2 separate regions of the Lactuca sativa genome follow, and region 1 is linked to region 2. A link is a contact called in public Hi-C data. All regions are on one chromosome and are shown on one strand. The core of a region is the stretch at or near the end of the contact, and the rest is flanking DNA. Distances in the headings are between cores, read along the strand shown. Region 1 holds the start of LOC128127552. Region 2 holds the start of LOC111905907.

The links. Hi-C and Micro-C count contacts between places; a contact is called where the count stands out from the background.
Region 1: a contact with region 2 is called in a Hi-C map of seed, with 3 times the contacts expected there. The contact joins the promoter of LOC128127552 here to the promoter of LOC111905907 in region 2. A contact is called at or near these places in 2 of 4 Hi-C or Micro-C datasets (leaf and seed).

The regions. Positions count from the first base shown.
Region 1 is chr8:301,293,788-301,297,925 of Lsat_Salinas_v11, reverse strand. It overlaps LOC128127552, which reads right to left and starts at 1,565. Exons shown (of 1, transcript XM_052766110.1): 1 at 852-1,565. The coding sequence starts at 1,486. The coding sequence ends at 953.
Region 2 is chr8:301,034,607-301,038,738 of Lsat_Salinas_v11, reverse strand. It overlaps LOC111905907, which reads right to left and starts at 1,446. Exons shown (of 4, transcript XM_023901640.3): 1 at 299-1,446. The coding sequence starts at 1,093.

The DNA.
Region 1 (4,138 bases), core at 316-2,815, 260 kb before region 2:
AATTGTTACATATGGAAAAAAAAATTTGTTGTCTAGTAATCATCTCACATATGTAATAACACTTATTTCATAACTTACCTTATTAAGACCTTTTTTTTAGTATCAAGTAAAAAAATCAACAATTTATTGTGAAACCATTAATTTTTTTTATGCATTAACTCCTGATTGCGAGACTTGCCGGTTTACAAGTACACGATTTTTCCGTTCCCGAGTTCAACTTAACGATAGAAAGGAAATGAAATGGGTGGAAATGAGAAGAAAATGAAACAAATTGGTGTTCCCGAGTTTCATTAAAGGAAAGAAGTGGAGAGAAATGGAATGATCATTTTCCCTCCTATCTTTCCTTCCGATTTGGGAGGATTTGGAAGGAAAGAAGAAAATGATTAATTTTTTTCCACTTCTCTCCAATTCAGAAACACAAAAGAAAATTTTGTTTTCTTTTCCTTTCTCTTCTTTTCCTTTCTCTTCTTTTCTCTCGTGACATTCATATTAATCCATATGTGAATGGGTGAATGCTTGTTTGAATTTTTGTACGAATAAAACACGTAGCAACACCATCACACATATTCATTTGATCTCAAAAGTCAGAAAATATTGACATAATATGTTTCTTATAACGTTTATGAATTAAAAAATGTTGAAAACATTACATGACCTATGTCCCGATTATTTCTTACACATGTTTAGCCTAAAATCACCTGTGCGTGGCATCTCTAAAAAAGTCAAACTGTTCATAATAGATCCATAAAATCAACAGCTGTTATACTCGAATTCGAATGTGTCGACGAATCATCAAAATATAATATTTAAAAATAATTATAATCAGAATTGAAGAATGGTTGAAAGCTTGATTTGATCAAATAAGTATAATTGAAATCAGTTATCTACAATCCAGTCACAGATGCACAACAACAACAACAACACAGATCCTTGTACAAATTTCTAAGTCAATTTAACACAAATTACTCCGATTACTATCAAAATCATCGATATAATCATAACCATAGGTTAAATCACCTCCACATTCATTTAAAATCTCAATAGCAAGTTCTAATTGATCTTTCAGATATCTATCTAACAAACTAAAATCCGATTTTACCTGGATTCCGCCTTCTACATCGTTCTCACGCCGCCGTAGCGGCGGCAGCGACGGCGGCAGTGGATTTTGAGGAGGAGCCGGTTTCGACCGACGACGGCGGCGGCAGAGACGGACGAACACCTCAGCGGCGCAAAGGAAGGGAAACATAGCGCAAATGAAAGGGATAAGTAAAGGAGAACAGAGAAGGAGAATCAGGTAACGTAACCTGTGACCACTGAGCCACGATTGTAGAATTAAAGCCATCGCCGCCGTCGGATTGTGTACCTCGTCGCCGGCGGCGGCTGTATCATAATCGTTATCCTTGATGATCACCAAGGGTTTCCGACGATCGTTTTCGGACTTTACTTGGGGTTTACTTGACCCGAAAAACAAGAAACAATTGCGCATGATCCGATTAGACGACCGATTTGGGGGTTGCTTCAAGCATAGTGAAATTGATTACAGAGGGAAGTTATTGAGAGTGTGTGAGACACCCTTTTATTTCAAGGGCTCGAAAGGGTAAATTGGGATACAGACACAACGTACAACAGCCAATGCGTAATTTACAATTCTTAATGCAAGTTTTATGGACTTGTAGGAATTAGGTTAGTTCGTTTCATAATTCCATAATATTAAAATGGAACAAATGGACAAAAAAATAAATTATTTTTTATGAAATAGAATTGTTATGAAAAGTATGATAACAACATATTTATTTCCATTTAAGTTCTTTATTCTGATAACACATGGCATTAACTAATTTCATGATTTATGTATATTTGAAAGGTAGAAGAGAAAGTGAGAAAAAAATATATTCTGATTTGTTTCATTTAAATAATGTTCAAAAGGTATATTTTTTTCAGTCACGATATCATCATTTTAATTTAGTACAACAATGGCAAACTATTTATAAAATATATTAGTTAAAAGATAATAAATTAAAACGTTCGTCCTGAAATATTTGTAAAAATAAAGTTTTATTTATTCTTTTTAAATTAATACACTTTATTATAGTTTAATATTGATATAATATGCTGACTTTTAACTAAAAGGTTAAATAACACACGACCCACTCAAATCCCTCTTAGCTAAAATATTTTACAAATGCTTTCGTCTCGTTGTATTCAACTAAAATTATTTAATTTTAAATTCAATGATGATTTTCAGTAACCTAAAATATTCGTTTCTAGTGAAATAACTTGAAAAATGTGAACTTGGTCCATATGTTTTGCCATTTTTTTTTACAACTGTACTTTTGTTTTGAACAACTGAAAGTCTCATATATTAACATTAACAGAATTAGCAAATCGCTAGAAAATAAACAATTACAAAAGGTTAAAAAGCCAAACAATTAAAAAAACATCGGGTTTGGAAGCTCGGAAATTTAACCAAGAAAAAGACTCTAAAACAATACTATCAAACAAAGTACTTCTCATAATTTAAGTCTCATCAACCATTCCAGAATTTCGGAATGTTCAAATTATCCAACACGTACATACCGACTATTACTAGCAAAGACACAATTTCTTTTGAGATATTACTTGGTCATGTACTTAAGAAAGTCATTCTTTTTTTAGAACGACAAATTTATTAAGGAAAACTAGCAATGCGTTACAAATAAAAGTCAATTTACATGGAAGTAATAGACAAAATTGGATCCTATAATCAGGAATTGACATTTGTTCTACGACACCTATTACTAGTCCAAATGAAACTATCAGACATCACCTTATCAAACAACAAACATTTTCTAGGTTTAACTTTAACAAAAAGTAAAGTGTTTCTAAAACACCAAATCGACCATCAAAGAGTAAAGAAAACCGCCTCCAAAAGATATTGACAAATAGAAGATAAATGCAAAGTGTCAAACCAGTCAAACCAATCTTGGAATGAAAACAAAGTAGGCGTCTGAACATTCCACCAATTGCAAATAAGTTTTACTAAATCTTTAGCCAAATCACACTCGAAGAACAAGTGGGTAGTAGTCTCAACTTCTCTCTCGCATATGGGGCATACAATAGAATTTATCTCAATTCCTCTTTGCGATCACACTGGCATATAACTCTATAATACTCTGTCTCTTAACTCTATTACCACACTAGGTAAAGTATAGTGAGAAGACTCACCTCGGGTATCTCGGTAAATCTCTGACTCGGTAAATGCTGGCCTAGCCTCCGCCTAATCATATGAAAATAACACTCTATTTAATATAACTCTCAAGGCTAGACTATGTTCTCTTATGACACTCTCAGAAGGGTAAAAGACCATTTTACCCCTCCCATAGCTCAAAGGCCCCACAATAGACCATACCCTAAAAGTCAACCAAAAGTCAACTCTCCGGGTTACGCTGCGCGTACCAGATGTGTACGCTGGGCGTACTCGGCTGCACCACAGAATCGGGGAGCGCCTCCCAGTACGCGGCGCGTACTAGGAATTACGCTCGATGTACTCCCCTGCATCAGCCCTCTTGCTCTTGAGGTCTTAATCAGTTAAGACCTACGTCCATATTTTAGATCTGACCCCTTCTAAGCCCCTTAATCCATAAAGTTGATGACTTTAATCCTTTGCATGGCTGAACAAGTCACTAACTCCCAAAATGATCCAACCTTCCACTCTAGAAGGCTTAAAACACATGCATGACTCCATAGTAACATCCAAGATGGGAACTTTATGGCTCTACATCACTAATAACACTAAAAAGGGACAGATCTCGGACCATGGAGCACTTTACACTCATAAAGTCTCCACCTTTGGGGTTTTTAGCCCTAAAAGGACTCATACAACATCAACTAAAAGAAGAGGAAAGTTTTGAACTTTATACCTCCAAGAGTAGCTCTTTCCTCTGTAGATCTCAGATCCAAAATGGCACCTCAAGCTTTAGCCTCCAAGATCTCCTTTCCCTTCTTCTTCACCAAGCCACTAAAGCACCAACAAGCTCAAATCAACACTCTCACACTCTAAGAACGATGGGGCTCTCTTTTAGGGTTTCACTCACTGATATGGAGGCTAAGGAATGAGCCATAACACCCTTTAAATAGTGCACAATGAGGATTAGGGTTT
Region 2 (4,132 bases), core at 197-2,696:
TTGAAGTGATTTAAATGAGTTCCTAAAAGAATCTTTTCCTAGAAATTGTCTTTCTTCCTAGTTAAATATATGCAAAATGATCATTTTGCCTTCATTTCGAATATGTAAAATACTAAAGATAAACTACATATAGACAAAAAAAAATATATCCATAAATTTCAAATTTGGTCTCTATGATATTACAAGGGTAAAAACATTTTTTTAGAAAAAAGATTTTGTCTATGAACTGAAACCTTGATAAATTTTTTTTTTTGTCTATTAAATTAAATTAATATATCAAAGAGAGAGATGTACCTACAGCTGTATTATTAAAAGGACTTCTTATAATTTTTGCATCTCTATCACAAACTGTACTTTTGCTTCTCGTATACTTCATCATAGAAGCATTAACCACACAGCTTTTTCTCATTGCAGGACTTTCCATCATCTTCGACAACAATGGCCCACCTACAGAAGCTCTAACATTTCCATTAAAGCTCCCATCTTTCTCACCTCCTTTCCCTCTAATCGATGGCGACATAGGAAAATTAACCCTAATTGCAGACCTCGGTTTTACAGGTGTACATTGATCAAAATCAAGAGGACATGGTTTCAAAACCATCGGTGATGCACAAACCCCATCTTCACCTTTTTGTCCTGTTCCCCAAGAACCTCTTCTTGGAACACAAGATTTAGTATTCGAATTGAAATTAACCCCCTTTTGCTCACTCTTTTCCCCTTTTTCTCTTAAACCCATAAGTGGTTCAGGCGTTCCAATAAAAGGGTGGCGTCCTGGAAGCGGTTTAGCACCTTTGGCTATGGGGACAGGTGAACCGGGTTCTAAACTTTCGACATAGATGAACTGGCCAAGCTGCATTTTGTTGCTGAGAACAAGATCGTCTTGATCGAAAGGTAAACTTACATAAATCGAGTGGGAAGAATCTGATACTTTAATGTAGAAACCATGTTTTGGCCATAGGTCTTTCTCATCAAGATCGGCTGGAACGATATCGGTTACCTGTAGAAGTGAACTGCGATATTCACTTGTGGGTTTTACCCCGGAATTCATCCCGTTCAGAAGCTTCAACAAGATCCCTGGTGCTAATGCTGCCATAATCAACAAAATTGATCGCAAGAATTTGGGAATTCGGGAAAAACGAAAACAAAATCACAGATTTTGTACTGGTGATCATACACGCTTGAAATTGGATTCGTCTTCCGTTTTCAATTTTGGGAAAATGGAAACTGAAAACAAAATCGAGAATGAATGAATCGATTAGGGTTTTGAGTGAGAAGAATCTGGTGGGAAGGATGATTTAGGGGTGTTTTGGGGTTTAAGAGCGAAGATGAAACGAACGTCGTGTGGGGTTACGATGATAACGGTAACTAAGAGGTGAGAAAGGGGCTGAATTTTTAAAAGATAGCGTTTTCGTTTTGGAACGTTGGAGATAGGATGCTAACGGTCATATTTTTGGCTTGCGGCAGCAGTCAATTGATCACGTATTATTTAATGACTTATGGGAAATTTATTATGAAAAATGTTATTTAAAGCCCTTAACTTTAGAAATATTTAGATTTTTTAATTTTTATGTTTTATTTTGTAGATTTTTTCTCAAACAAAATTATTTTGTAGATTTTTAGGTTCTTTAAATTGAATGTCAGCAAATTTTTTTTTTTTTTAATTTTATTGATTTTACAGATTTAACCGGTAAAACCAAAAATTTATGTTAAATTTAAGGGTTTTAATAAACAAAAAATATCAAACTTAAAGCGTTAATGAAGCAGAAAAAAATGATAAAAGCATTTTTTCCAAAGAAGCTGTAGGGAATTAGAAATACATAAAAATGTAAAATAAAAAAAAAAACAAAAGCAAAAATTGCAATGTCTTCTCTGTGACATTTTAGATTTCTCAACAAAAAAATATTAGTATATATATTAAAAGAAATTTGCGTAACAACAATAGTAATGTTAAAAGAATATTATTATATATATTAAAACAAATTTGCTCAACAATAGTAATGTTATGAACTTCAAACTTTTGCCACCATATTTTTATCATTTTCGTTTGCAGCCCCTTAAATGTTTTTAGTTTAAAAGTTTTGACACATAGGTTTTGAATTTTAGCAAATTTAGTCCATTTAATATAGTAATGTACAGAAAACATCTTTGTAAAGCATTTTATTTATTTATTTTTTTTGTACAAAAGTGAACGTCACGCAACTTATTTTTAATTTTACTGTTTTTATAGATTTAATGGGTAAGATCAAACATTTCTCTTAAATTTAGGTTTTTAATAAAACAAAAAATTAAATTTAAAACGTTTATGAACCAGAAAAAATGTTTATGAACCAGAAAAAATGATAAAACGGAACATTTTTTTCCAAATGAGCTTTTGGGAATTAGAAATACATAAACAAAAGTTGCAAAGATAATATTTAAGTAATCTGAAATCCACAAAAAGGTAAATCACTAATTTATGTCAAACTTAAGGGTTTTTGTGTCGTCTTTGTATCAATATCTCATTTATTATATATTTCTTATGTCGCTATTTCTCGCTTTTTCTTTTCAACTCATGGACACGTCATTTCCCTCACCTCTCACTCATAGGAAATGGTCACCTTACAATCCCTCAAAATATAAAGCAGCTTAATCGGTTTTTTAGTTTTTCAGTTAAGTCGGATTGGTTTTATCATGTTTATATATCTTAAATCCAACCATACTCGAACCAAATAAGGTTCGGTTTAATCGGTTACAATGTATTTGGTTCGGTTTATCGGTTAAACCGAATAAAATTTTGCATGTAAAAATAAATATTAAACTAAAATAAAAAAACATACTAAACTTTTACAATAAATGTGTTTTCTTGAAGAGTAATGCTCACCATAAAAGTTGTAGATATAGGTTAATATAATTTTAGTCGTATATAAAGATGAATAATTAATCGAATATTAATTAGTATTTAGCTAATTATTCCATCCGTCCCAAATTGATAGTACACTTTTGACTTTTGAAGTTTTTTTTCTTCAATTTTGACCTTAAATATTTTTATTTGTATTATATATTACTTGATAAAACTTATAACAATGAAAAAACATTTAAAATACAATTCATTCATATATTTTGCATCAAGTATTATCTATAAAACATAAAAATATTTAAGATCAAAGTTTAAGAAAAAAGACTTCAAAAGTCAAAAATGGACTATCAATTTGAGACGGAGGTAGTATTTGTTACTTTTTTACGTAACCAAAACCAAATTGGATAAGTTATCTTTATTCGGTTAACCAAATTAAATTATCCGAAAACAAAATACATCAAACAACATTTTGTTCGGTTTGGATATTCGGTTTCAGTTTTTTATCACACCACTAGCAATGGGATGTTGTATTGTATAATAAGAAGAAGAATGAAATATCACCTCACCGCTATATTTGGGGACTGTACTCCGTTAGGCCTTAAAAAAATAAAAATAAAAACCTACATCACTTTAGAAAATCATGAGTTTTGAAGTATCCTTAAATAAAAACGTTTTATTCTGTTTATATTTTTATATCAATATCTTTTGTGTGACATTTTAGATCTCTCAACAATATATATATATATATATATATATATATATATATATATATATATATATATATATATATATATATATATATATATATATATATATATGGGAAAAGTAAATCTACCCTTAAGGGTATATAAGCTTAGGTACCCAAACACACTATAATACGTCGTTTTGTTTAATATATTTATTATAATGTGTGTAAACTTCAACTCTTAACTTGATTAACTTTCAAGATTTTCGAAATTTCACTAATATCTTTCTTTTATATCATATCTTTTTGCCGAACACTTATTAGGCTATATATATTGTAGTTGAAAATGAAAATTACGTAAGAGGAAGATTTATTTGTAATTTATAATAATCTTAGGAGTAAATCAAGTTTGAAGTTAAATTATAAGAACATTGAACAATTAGAATGTATTATATGATACAAAACGATGTAGTATGGTGAGTTTGGGTACCTAAGCTTATATACCCTTAAGGGCATATTCACTTTTCCCTATATATATATATATATATATATATATATATATATATATATATATATATATATATATATATAACCCTTTTAAGCTTAATGTC